Linked DNA regions of Pan troglodytes: all the other regions are linked to region 1. A link is a contact called in public Hi-C and capture Hi-C data. All regions are on one chromosome and are shown on one strand. Each heading gives the region's core, a stretch centred on a gene start, on an enhancer-like site or on the middle of the called end of the contact. The rest is flanking DNA. Distances are from core to core; before and after follow the strand shown.

Region 1 (3,664 bases), core at 561-3,060:
TAAGCTCCTAAAAAAATGTTTTAAAGAATCAGAGGAAAGAAACCTATGTCCTTTTAGAATCAAGAGAATGTAAGCTTGGACTGGAGTTCTGTTTCATATTTATTGTGAACAACTTGCCGTCTGGTAACATTTTTCTGTTCTATTTTTAATGGCTATAAAGTTTCTATCATATTCAGTAATTATCTTCAATCTCAAATGAGAAAGGAAATTCCATAATAAGAACTACATGAAACATTGAGTGTACAGGTGCCAGAAAATACTGTTTTGTTTAGTGGAGATGAGATTATAAAAATATGACTCTTTATAAATGCATGATCTCAAGTTTATTTATAGACACCATGACACCAACTCTTAAACTCCTTATTTAATCGCTAACAGAAACATTATTTCAAAAGGGAATTAAGGTGGTGAAAATATATTTTAAAGTGGCATATTCTTAGGGGAGTCTCATTTTTTTCTTACTATTATCAACAACAACGACCCAAGGAAAGAAAAGTCAGGAGGTAATTTAAGCCACAACAAACAAAAACATTTTAAATTTCTCAGGGGCAAGCTGCACTGCATCTTGAAGGAAATTGGAAAGAATATCAAAGAGAATTTATTGTTTGATGACCACCCTTGGTTATTTAGTGAAAGCTGGGACAGAAAAACGTAACAGCAGTTAAGACATCTGATGTAAACTTGAAGGGAGGGCAACAGAGAGAGAGGGATTGAGATTTCGCTAACTTTATGCTTTGGGACCAGAGATACCTTCAGTAACAAGTAGTTATTTCATTGTTGCATTTTTAGATAGTCATATTAAACAATTATACTAGGTTATTATAATTCCTGTTAAAAGAGCAAAATATTAACCTAATTGTAAATTCCATTCAATACAGTTAAGATAAAAGCATCTACCGCACTTAACCATTCACAGTGGAGTTATTAATGATTACTTTTTCCTACTTACTGCTAACATCCATCAACTGGATATTAGAAAAGTAAATATTTTTCTGTCCACTAGAAAGTACTTTTCTAAAAGGAAAACAATCTAGAATATAAGGTGCTATTTTACTTCTAACCAAGTATCTACAAATATATATCTATTAGAAGCTTTTTCATTAATAAATGAGATCTCATTAAATAAATAAAGTTAGTCATGTGTATTTTTTGTTCAAGTCTCAATGTTCTAAGTTTCTGTTCTCCCTGAGAGGTAGGCCTCTTGAGAGATTATTCCAGAAAGGACATTGAAATAAATGGTTTTGATGTAGAATATTAGCAGTGGAAAAGTTTCACATACTCACTGGAAAAATAAAGGGAATATTTGAGGCTACCCAGTCACATTTAATGAAGGGGAGTCAGAGAAGGTGAGAGAGAGGGAGAGTATGCACACAGTCCTCCTGGACTGACTTTGGACTTCTCAGCTTAATTGATGAAACAAGTGGGGCAGGCATTTCTCTGTTCCTGCTCTAGGCAGCGATTTCAAAATAGCGCCCCAAGGCCACCCTCATTTCCACTGAAAGCCTGGCAGCTGTGGAACTTAAAATTTGCCTGATTTGAGGTTGGAGGTCTTCTGATTTGAACAAGATCCACTGCAGAACCCAAGAGTAGCGAGACACAGGGGCTGATGGCCCCGTGACATGTTAATGCATTGGGTTTTCTCCCACCGACCCACAACATGGGTAAATAAAGATAACCTTCACCAAGAAATGCACACTGCTTCTGTCCCAGGGCGACCCTGGGGAATTCTGGCAAAGGCAGCAAGTGGCCCGCTAGCATGAGCTGCCATCACAATGAACAGGAAGAGAGAGTCAGCCAGAGCCACTGGTGAGGAGTTCTGGGAACAGGAATACGGATAGCCGTTATCTGACCGCTAGGGCCTGGCTGGGAAAACCCTACCCAAAATCTCTTTGTTACCCGATTCAGAAGATTGCTTTTCTCAGCTTTGTTTCTCATTAAACATTTTGAAAGGGATTAGTCCAAGTTTTGCCTATTTAGTTGTTTTTGTTTTCTGGCTTAACGTACATCACATTACCCAATAAAAATCACACCGCATTAAACAGGCTGTGTTGAGCATGCTGCGGTGAGTGCGACTTTACTGGTGTTATTTTAACTGTCTGTTCTCTGAATTCCCTTGGAATTTATGCTGTTAACTCCCATGAATACGAACAGACCTCCCAAGGCTGTAGTTACACACTCTGTATACTTATTAGGAGGCAACTTCACTTCTAGATGCTACACAGAGGGCTGTATTTTCTCCCTGAACACTTGAGTTCCTGAGCACACTTGTTTGAAAATGTCTCATAAAATATATGGTTTAGCTGGACAGACTGAAAATTTTGTGTAATCAGAGAGAATGTTTAGAAAACATCGTTTGGGGAGGGAAATAATATTTTAATGCTACTTCCAAGAGAATAAATAATGTAATTCCCCTTCTCCAGGGTCACGGGATGCAGGCTTTAGCATTGCTAATAAAACAAAAGAGAGATGGTCCTCAGAGGGAGGGATACAAAAACATAAAATATTAACCATTTAGCCAGGAAATACGTGCAGGGACCAAAATCAGGTCCTTTCACTCATACAACAAATACTCAAATAACCACTTCAAAGTGTTTTCTAGGGAAAAGATAAGACTAATATCAAAGAGAAAAATCTCTTGAAGTTTGTGGCTGTATACCTAAAGAGAAAGCTTTCACTTTGTCAAGAAGTGACAAGAAAAGTTTTCATCTAATTGTTAGAAATCAGAACTTATTTTAAGCTTAGGCTTAGAGGGTTAGTTAGCATCCTTCCCGCTTTCATTTATAGGATGTTGGTATTGTTTCTTATGTTCCAGCATTATAATCTCATTCTACATGGAATTCTATTCAATATAAAAGAAAATTCACCCCCAGCTGTGATAGGTTTTTAATTTGTAATAATTTGTTCACAGCAGTTGTGAACAATGAGGTAAATATTGTTGAAAAACAGGAGTTTAATTTTTATAACTTCTTCATTTGTTCTGATTTGTGTTGTTTAATGAAATCTAGTATTGAAAAACCATGGATCCTGATAAAAATCGTAGGTTAGAAAATATATGCCTCTTAAGATTTCTTGAACTTTCTTCGAAACTCATAGAAAAATACTAGAAAACGGTGTGGAATCACTGATGAAGTAGTGCCACCATCTGGAAAATTTCAGAATGGTAGACATAAGTTTCTTTTTCTTACAGAGGTGAACTCTTTCTCAACCGCACATTTATTTTGGGAGAAAAAAAAGCAAACAAAAAACTTGTTCCATTTACCTAACTGTCCTAAGGATTTCAATGTAACACTTAACCCATTCCCTGTAGTATTGTCTCATCAGGGAAAGGAAAGATTCATTCCACATTGGTCTACATTGGAGATGATGTTTTTCCAGGTATCTGAAGAATGAATGAATCACCATTTATACAGAAGGATGTAACATGAAGGGAAGCTGAATTCTAACACTTTAAACTTGCAACTTAGACACATATGTGCTTAGTGCATGGGTGTTTGTGTCCAATGACATTAAAATTTCTCATCTGTAAAATGAGGATAATAATAGTATCTACTTTACAGGGTAACTGGAGGGTAAAATGAAATAGTGTCTGTAAGGTGCTTCGCACGGTGCCTGGCACATAGCAGTGATCAATAATGGGAGAGATTATTAAAACTGATAGGTATTT
Region 2 (3,664 bases), core at 807-3,306, 170 kb before region 1:
TCACTGTGTGGATGGAATGACACTGGGCACAGAAAGCATGAGTTACACTGCCTGGCACAGAGCAGATGATGCCCATAAAAGCTGGTTGCCCCCCAAAATGCCATGGGAAATCATTTTGGGCCTTTAAGTGGGGCAATGAGATGACTGAACTTACACTTTCATATGTATGTTGGAAATACTCATCTTCCCTGATTAATCTGCCAGAGATTGATTGGAGCTGGGATAGATGTGTTAGAAAGATATTGCAAGAATCCAGAGAACAGGCAGTGAGGGTCTTTGCAGGCACAGAGGCAGGGAGAAAGCAATTGTATTATTGAATCTAAGATTTTAGAGCTAAACAGACACTATGGGCCATATAGCACAAAATATCCTCATTTTATAGAACAAAGGGGCCCCTACCCAGACTTAAATGACTAGTCCAAGGAGAAGCTGTGGGGCTAGTTCAGGGCTTCTAATTTCCTGATTCACTGATTTGTCCTCAACTCAGCCAGTGCTGATGTCTCACTAGAGTTTTCAACTCTTAACAAAAATAACAAAGTGTATCTATTTTATGTAAGTCATATACTTTCTACTCTTCAATAGCTTCCATGGACATTAATCCCACTTGATTTTGCCAATGACAACTCCCCTCGACCACCAAAGAAAGGTAGCACACTGGAGTTAGAATTATCCCCACACTCCAGATAGGTAAACTGAGGCGTGGAAGATGATTCTAATTTCTGCCTCAAATTCTCTCATCTTCACTTCTACATTAATTCTTTACATTTTGCTTTTTAAATATTACCACAATGTTGATACAGGAACGGTATTCACAAAATTTTGTCCTGAACAAAATTTCACAGGGGCAGAGAGGCTTAAAAAAATGTAACTTCATTTAGAAAGGTTAATGGTTGGGGTTTACTTGAAATTATGTCCAAAGAAAGGATGCTGTGATCAATGGGAAATTGCATGTTTGTAGTTGTTCTGTTTTAATTATGGTGAATGAAAGTATATCTTGCTTAGAAAGTATGCTGAGATGCTATCTCTTTCTGTCTTCCTTCCAGAGGAAAGAAATCAAATCATGTTTATAGAATTTGTTTTCTTGTCTGTGGCCGATTGCTAAATCCTACCACAGGAGGGCGCAGGAAATGTTAGGCGCTTTTCATAAAATGGACACTAGGTGGCGCCGCTCTGCTAGTTTTCTTCATGTCTGCTTTTAATTTCGTTTTTTTATTCCTTTGTTTAGTAGTAATTGTAATGGTTAGCTTTAGCGATGTAAAATGTATTTCTATTTTCCTATGCTTTTCTTAATATGTCTGGGTCTGTCATTTTGCCTTTATAAAAGTATGCTAAGAGAGGTAGAACTAGTTATTTATGTTAATATGTTTTCTTTACAGTACATAAATTAGTTGTATTTTCTTTCACAGTATTTTTCAGGAATTCAAATATGAGTCCAGATTGAGTTTTCCTTTTTGGTCTGTCATTGTCTCTTATTCTTTACAGTTTTATTGAAAATTACATAGTAGTTTGATTTTAAAAGAGGAGACATAATTCTGAATCATATCAGAACAGCAAAAATCTAACATAGCTTGAAAGTGGAAAAGAAAAACAGGTAACAATAAAGGAGCTGGGAATGGATTCTCCTATTTAAATTTGCATAAGGAGGAGTTTCTCTCAGTCTTATTAATTATTTAGTGAATTAGTTGTGTGTCTGTGAATTATGCCCCTCTCTGGGGTTTGGATTCCTAATTATAAAAATGAGGCAGCTCCTCTAAACGTTCTCAAAGATCTCTTGGCAATCTGAAAAGCAGTGAAATTATGAGTATATTAACAAACTTATGCCCCCTGCCTGTTCCAAACACAATTCTTGAACATACATGCATAGACTATGACTTTTCAAAAAATTCTAGATAATTCTCAGTGGCACAAAATATGCAGTTATGAGCCCCAGCCAACTTTTCAATCCGTGTTACTCGACTGGCGTTCTTGTGAGAATGAAGTCTGAACACCGAGGAATAAGTTGCCTGCCCTGGCAGAATCGCACCCCTGGAGCAGAACTTGCTGGCTCTGCCCGGGGAGAGACTACGAATCCAACTCTGGCTCCGTCCCTGAGTAGCTGGGAGACACTGACTTGTCAATTAGCAACAGGCAGCGAGCTCCACAGCAGACCCCATGAGGAAGATGTGGAGAATAAAAAGGCCAGGCCCTGTACCTGAGAATCTATGAGGGGCACGAGTTGTCCTGTCTTGGGAGGTTAGTAATAGTGGGGAATAAGTGCCAAATGATATTGGATCTGTGTCCCTGACCTAACCCCTGCCCAAACCATTGCCCACAGCTGTGATCCTGAGAAGTGATGCTAAGCCACCACTGGGCACTGGCTGGGTCTGGGTGGAAATCATCGAATTAGGGCACAGAAGAGCAGATGAAGGCTGGAGAGGGATGCTCATACAATTGCTTAACATTCTTTGCCAACTGATAGCGAATGTTAGACATCATGATCAAAGGTGTTATGTTTTCTATCGAACAAAAGAAAGTGGCAAAGCTGTAAATACATCAGGTTCACATAGATGTTCACTAGCCTGGAAGCTAGAAATATGAAGTCTGCAAGGCAGTAAAAGTCCTCAAGACATGCCCTCCTGGATGAAGTCCACTGGAGCTGGTATTTAAATGCCCTTTTAAATGCCCGTGTTGGTGTCACAGGGCTCTTTCTAACCTCTTATAAAATAGACAGAAACAGTTGCACATTTTAGCGAATGGTATGTCGACTGATCACCAAGACTAAATGAGTTGCTGAAAACTGTGAAGCCTGTTAATGTTACAAAAACAGTGCACACTTGGAATAATTTTGTCCCTGCTGTCATATGGGCTGAACCTGGTAAAAATGTGCTGGGCCTTTCTGAGCCCCAGTGCACTTCCTGGTGATGTGGCCAGCACAGCCCCCGCTCTTCTGGGCTAGGGTTGTGCATGGGCTTTGGGGAAGCAGGAGATTGGAAGTGAGTAGTATAGAATCTGAGTTTGGAAGCTGAGGCACTGAAACGAGGGAAAGAGTGGGGGGTGCACCAGCAGCCACTGAGGTGCAAAAGCCCATGAACCAAATCTTTGGTTTTTTTTTTTTTTTTTTTTGAGATGGAGTTTCGCCCACTGCCCAGTGTTCAAACGATTCTCCTGCCTCAGCCTCCGGAGTAGCTGGGATTACAGGCACGCGCCACCACACCTGGCTGATTTTGTGTTTTTAGGAGAGATGGGGTTTCTTCTTGTTGGTCTGGCTGGTCTTGAACTCCCGACCTCAGGTGGTCTGCCTGCCTTGGCCTCCCAAAGTGATGGGATTACAGGCGTGAGCCACCGCGCCTGGCCCAAATCTTTGTAAATCAAGAACAGTTCATGTCGATTCAAGATGGTGGCAGCAGTGGCAGTGAACAAAGATGCAAGACTCCTTAGCAGAGAGCTGGCCTTCCTTCTTCCAGATTGATCTTAAACCAGTGATTCCCAAAGGGTGTTCCTGGGCACTCTAGCACTGAGGGATGTTAATGGATGAGGAGAATAAATGTTTTTTCAAATTCATTTGGGAAATGCTGGATTAAAAAAAGTCAACCACATTTATTTGCTTCTTGGAACCTTTAATATGCTACCACATATTACAACATTTTTAAAGGAATATTTATTGGGTAGGGTTTCCTAAACTTTT
Region 3 (3,664 bases), core at 666-3,165, 130 kb after region 1:
CTACACTAGTTGCAAAACAGAGTTTTGTCAGCCCCTTCGGTATTTATCAGACCTTCCCTGCTAACACCAATTAAATGAGAGAGGGGATCTCAAAGTTTGGGTCAAAGCCTTTGATTTTCAGATAAGAGATCACATCAACTTTCAGAGAAAATCTCAGATGTCTCTAATATTTCTTTACTATAAAACCTCCTCCAAGGTTTCGATTCCAGAAACGTTTGAATCGCATTTCTGCAAGGTACAAATTAATAGCCCTTACAAAGACTGTCAGAGATTTCATTTTAAAACACTATTAAACCTAGAAGGTAGTAGCCAAATTGGAGAGGATGTTTGATCCTCTCCCAATTTTCCGCTGCTGCAAAGCAGAGACTGATAGTAAATCATTCTTTGCAGTCACTTCTCCTGTTTTTTAAGAAGAAGAAATCATTTTAGAAGTTTTTCTCTTTTTTTCCTTGCAAGAGCTTCATAACGTCGGCACACAGCTTGTGAAACAGAGGGAGAGAACAGAAACCACATCCGGAAGTAATCATCTCCGCAGCACTGTAATGGATTATATGTATTAAAGGGGCCGTGGACTAAATTAGCGTGAAGGTATTTCATAAAAAGTTATGTAAATCTTAAGTGGAGGTAATGCTCTTCTCCTTAAACTTAGGAATGAGGAAACGGTAGGCCCCAAGACCTTGCTACAAAACAGTAGCTTTGCTACTTCTTGTGCCACCAGATTAAACAGACAACTGGAATGACACCACTACCTCATATACTCACATAAACTAAGTTTTATTGTTAACCTGGACACACTGAAAATCATGAGACTGATGGAGCCAAACTTCCCACAATTGTCCAGTCAATTTGCTATCCTTCTATTTTTTAATTTTTTGGGGGGGAATAGGGAATAGCAAAATTGCCTTTTTCTCAGCACTTACTCAGTCTGTAGATAATAGAAAGTTCTTATTCCTTTTAAACTTGCAAATGAGATTCTTTATCTCAGAGGCCCAATCACCATTCTAAAGAGAATATTTTTATTTTCAAGAGATTCTGTTTTTAATTGGCTACTTAGAAAGTCTATCTTAGAAAACATACATACTTGCTGGAGTTAACTTGTTCTATATTGTTCAAAAAAGAAAAAATCTACCAAAAGGAAAACAAAATGGACATTGAAATGCTGTTTTCAGGGATAATAATACTTAACAACTTGGGGGGTTGGAGGAAATCGGTCCCCTTTAATATCTCAGTTGGCACTTCGCCCTGTTAGCCCTATGCTAGTCGCATTGTGCTCAGAGGCAATCAGACACTTGCAACGATTGCTTTTACAGCACCACAGAACTACCTGCAGTAGTTTGGTTGTTTTCAACCATTCTCCAAATAAAAATATCCCTTTAATGCAAAGGCTCAGAGTTTATGAGTTTTTTTTTTTTTTTTAAGAAACTAACGTAGACGTTCCCATGCATTTTTATCACCTTAGGCTAAAAATATAACAAGCAAAGACTGAGAAGGAGCTGGAAGAAATTAAGAAGAATGCTTTCCAACGTTTGGAAATTCCTTGAACGATGCACATATAATGTATATGCAATAACTCTTCAGTAAAGGAAAAGACATAAAGAAATGAGAGACTGCATAAAAGCCTGGGCAATTCTATATTTTAAATAATAAGGTGAAACGGCAAAATGTTTTGTTCTACGTGGTATCTGTTCAACTGTAATTCTATACTCCACATGATGTGAAAATCTAAGTTTGAGCAAAGTTGGCCTTCTTTTTTTCTTTAATCCACACTGACATTGTGCCCAGAGATGGGGCTCCAGCTGTTGAGGGACTAGAAGAACCTCAGGGAGTGAGTGATCGGCTCAATACCGAATCCTCCGTGTGCCGAGAGGATCACTTTGACCCGGAAGCCATTGCAAATTGTTGCTTTTTCTTGTAAGTAGAGTCTGCCCCCACGTGGTGAAAGTGAGAGGCTGCTTTTACACACCAGGACACCTTCCTCTCGCTTCTAGGGCAGCAATTTTTGTAGCGACTGGCGCCCTTTTACCACCATTCTATCTTTGAACTGCTCTTCTTTCTTCCCTCCCCTCTGTCCTACTTCCCCCTTTTCCTCTTCTCCTTCCTTTCGTCTTCTTTCTGTTTCATCCCCTCTACTTCTTCCTTCCCCTTCGCTTTCCTGAGCCCTCCACTGTGTTATTCAGTGGCCCAGACCCCGTGTCTGGGGGAGGATCTGGACTCTGATTTGAGGAATTCAGGAAAGACAATTTCAATAAATAATTAGAGAATAATCACTTTAAGGGATAACAACATGACATCGTAGATCCTGAACCAGAGATTGAGATACCTGGCTTTCACACGCTGTGGCTCTGTCCCAGAAATAGGATACGGATATGACATGTTTATATGCAAAGTAAGAAATCTAGGCGTAAGCATAGCTTCATAGAGAACCAGGAGGCAGAAAGACAAAATGGGTTCATCTGCCCTCTTTTTTAAAAAAGCAGTAAAGACACCTAATGCTGATCCCACCAGCTCCCGCTGAGCCACTCCAAATACATGCAATCTAAGCAATCGAAAACCAATGCTCATGTGGCAATACAGCCTCAAGATAAAGCTCCTTGTTTCCCTCGTGGTCCTATTACAGGCAGCCCGTCATCCCTAGGGCCATCCTGAGCAACCAGTCCACCCTGGACATCATTTTCATCATGTCACATCCCTACCCAGAAATCTTCAAAGGTATGTTGCCTTCAAAGTCCAAATACCTCGTGCATTATTCAGGATCTCTCTCTCTCTCTCTCTCTCGCAAACACACACACACACAAACACACACACACACACACACCATAGTCTCAACCTACTCAAGTTCTCTACTTCAACCACATTTCTCTCCTGGGCATCCCCTAATGTCCATCTTTTTCTTGCCTCTGTACTTTTACATTTGCTGATTCCCAGCCCAGAATAGTCTTACTGAAAGGCCACAGCCTTTTGTGGTGCTTCTGTCAGTCTGGAAGTCCTTTTTTTTTCAACGCTGAAACTGCATTAGTACACAAAGCAAGACATGTCACCCAGGGAGGTGGAAGTTGAGGGCGCTTTCATACCCATATGAAAGCCTCATATCAAGATATAATACATATATTTTAATACAACTGTAATTTACAGAGCTATTAATCTTCCAAGGCAGGAGGTGGGGTGAGGGTAGGGAGGGCAAAGTGTTCATAAACTACCAAGGAAGAGATCTAGTGGTTTATGCTATTGCCAGAATCCTGAGATGGAATTATGACCCTATAACTCAAAGTTAGCCAGCTCTTTCCATTCTCTAATGGATGCCTTGGAGACGTGGCTGCCTGCTCAATTTCCCTGTATACTCTGTAGCTTTCTCTCCCTTCCAAATGCACCGGGGAGCCTCCTAACCACCTCATGTGACAAGTTGTTTGAGCTATGTCTTTGTTTGGGAAATGTAGAAGGAAGACTCCCATACCCCTCTCAATCTAAAGATTCTGCATAGGATGGGGGCGGGAAGAGCTCTCTTCCATAGCAGCAGATAGAAATGCCATGAAGTGCCCACCCATGGCCTCCAAATCGGCACAAAATATCCGCAGGTAAGGGAAGAACTAAATACCACTCAAGTATTGCCCATCGTTTACCTTCTGTGTGCACAACTAGTATAGTATTACTCGTTGTAATCCATGAA

What was found. Hi-C and Micro-C count contacts between places; a contact is called where the count stands out from the background. Capture Hi-C pulls out chosen DNA fragments and counts their contacts.
Region 2: a capture Hi-C map of stem cell-derived neural stem cells shows a contact between it and region 1, with 7 times the contacts expected there. The contact joins two enhancer-like sites. A contact is called at or near these places in 4 of 7 Hi-C or Micro-C datasets (blood, induced pluripotent stem cells and stem cell-derived neural progenitor cells) and 1 of 1 other capture datasets (stem cell-derived neural stem cells).
Region 3: a contact with region 1 is called in a Hi-C map of stem cell-derived neural progenitor cells, with 6 times the contacts expected there. The contact joins two enhancer-like sites. A contact is called at or near these places in 4 of 7 Hi-C or Micro-C datasets (blood, induced pluripotent stem cells and stem cell-derived neural progenitor cells) and 1 of 1 other capture datasets (stem cell-derived neural stem cells).

Annotation. Positions count from the first base shown.
Region 1 is chr6:31,204,162-31,207,825 of NHGRI_mPanTro3-v2.0_pri, reverse strand. The region is part of intron 3 of LOC134810525 (a long non-coding RNA gene); the gene reads left to right. Among named protein-coding and RNA genes, the nearest start is that of NPVF, 160 kb to the right of the region's middle. Within about 2 kb of position 1,810, at least 2 of the 24 cell types and tissues checked have an H3K27ac peak or open chromatin away from gene starts, as enhancers often do. A contact at or near this core is called in stem cell-derived neural progenitor cells and stem cell-derived neural stem cells, where this site is marked.
Region 2 is chr6:31,370,768-31,374,431 of NHGRI_mPanTro3-v2.0_pri, reverse strand. The region is part of intron 3 of LOC134810525 (a long non-coding RNA gene); the gene reads left to right. Among named protein-coding and RNA genes, the nearest start is that of NPVF, 330 kb to the right of the region's middle. Within about 2 kb of position 2,056, at least 3 of the 24 cell types and tissues checked have an H3K27ac peak or open chromatin away from gene starts, as enhancers often do. A contact at or near this core is called in stem cell-derived neural stem cells, where this site is marked.
Region 3 is chr6:31,072,647-31,076,310 of NHGRI_mPanTro3-v2.0_pri, reverse strand. No RefSeq gene overlaps it. Among named protein-coding and RNA genes, the nearest start is that of NPVF, 32 kb to the right of the region's middle. Within about 2 kb of position 1,915, at least 9 of the 24 cell types and tissues checked have an H3K27ac peak or open chromatin away from gene starts, as enhancers often do. A contact at or near this core is called in stem cell-derived neural progenitor cells, where this site is marked.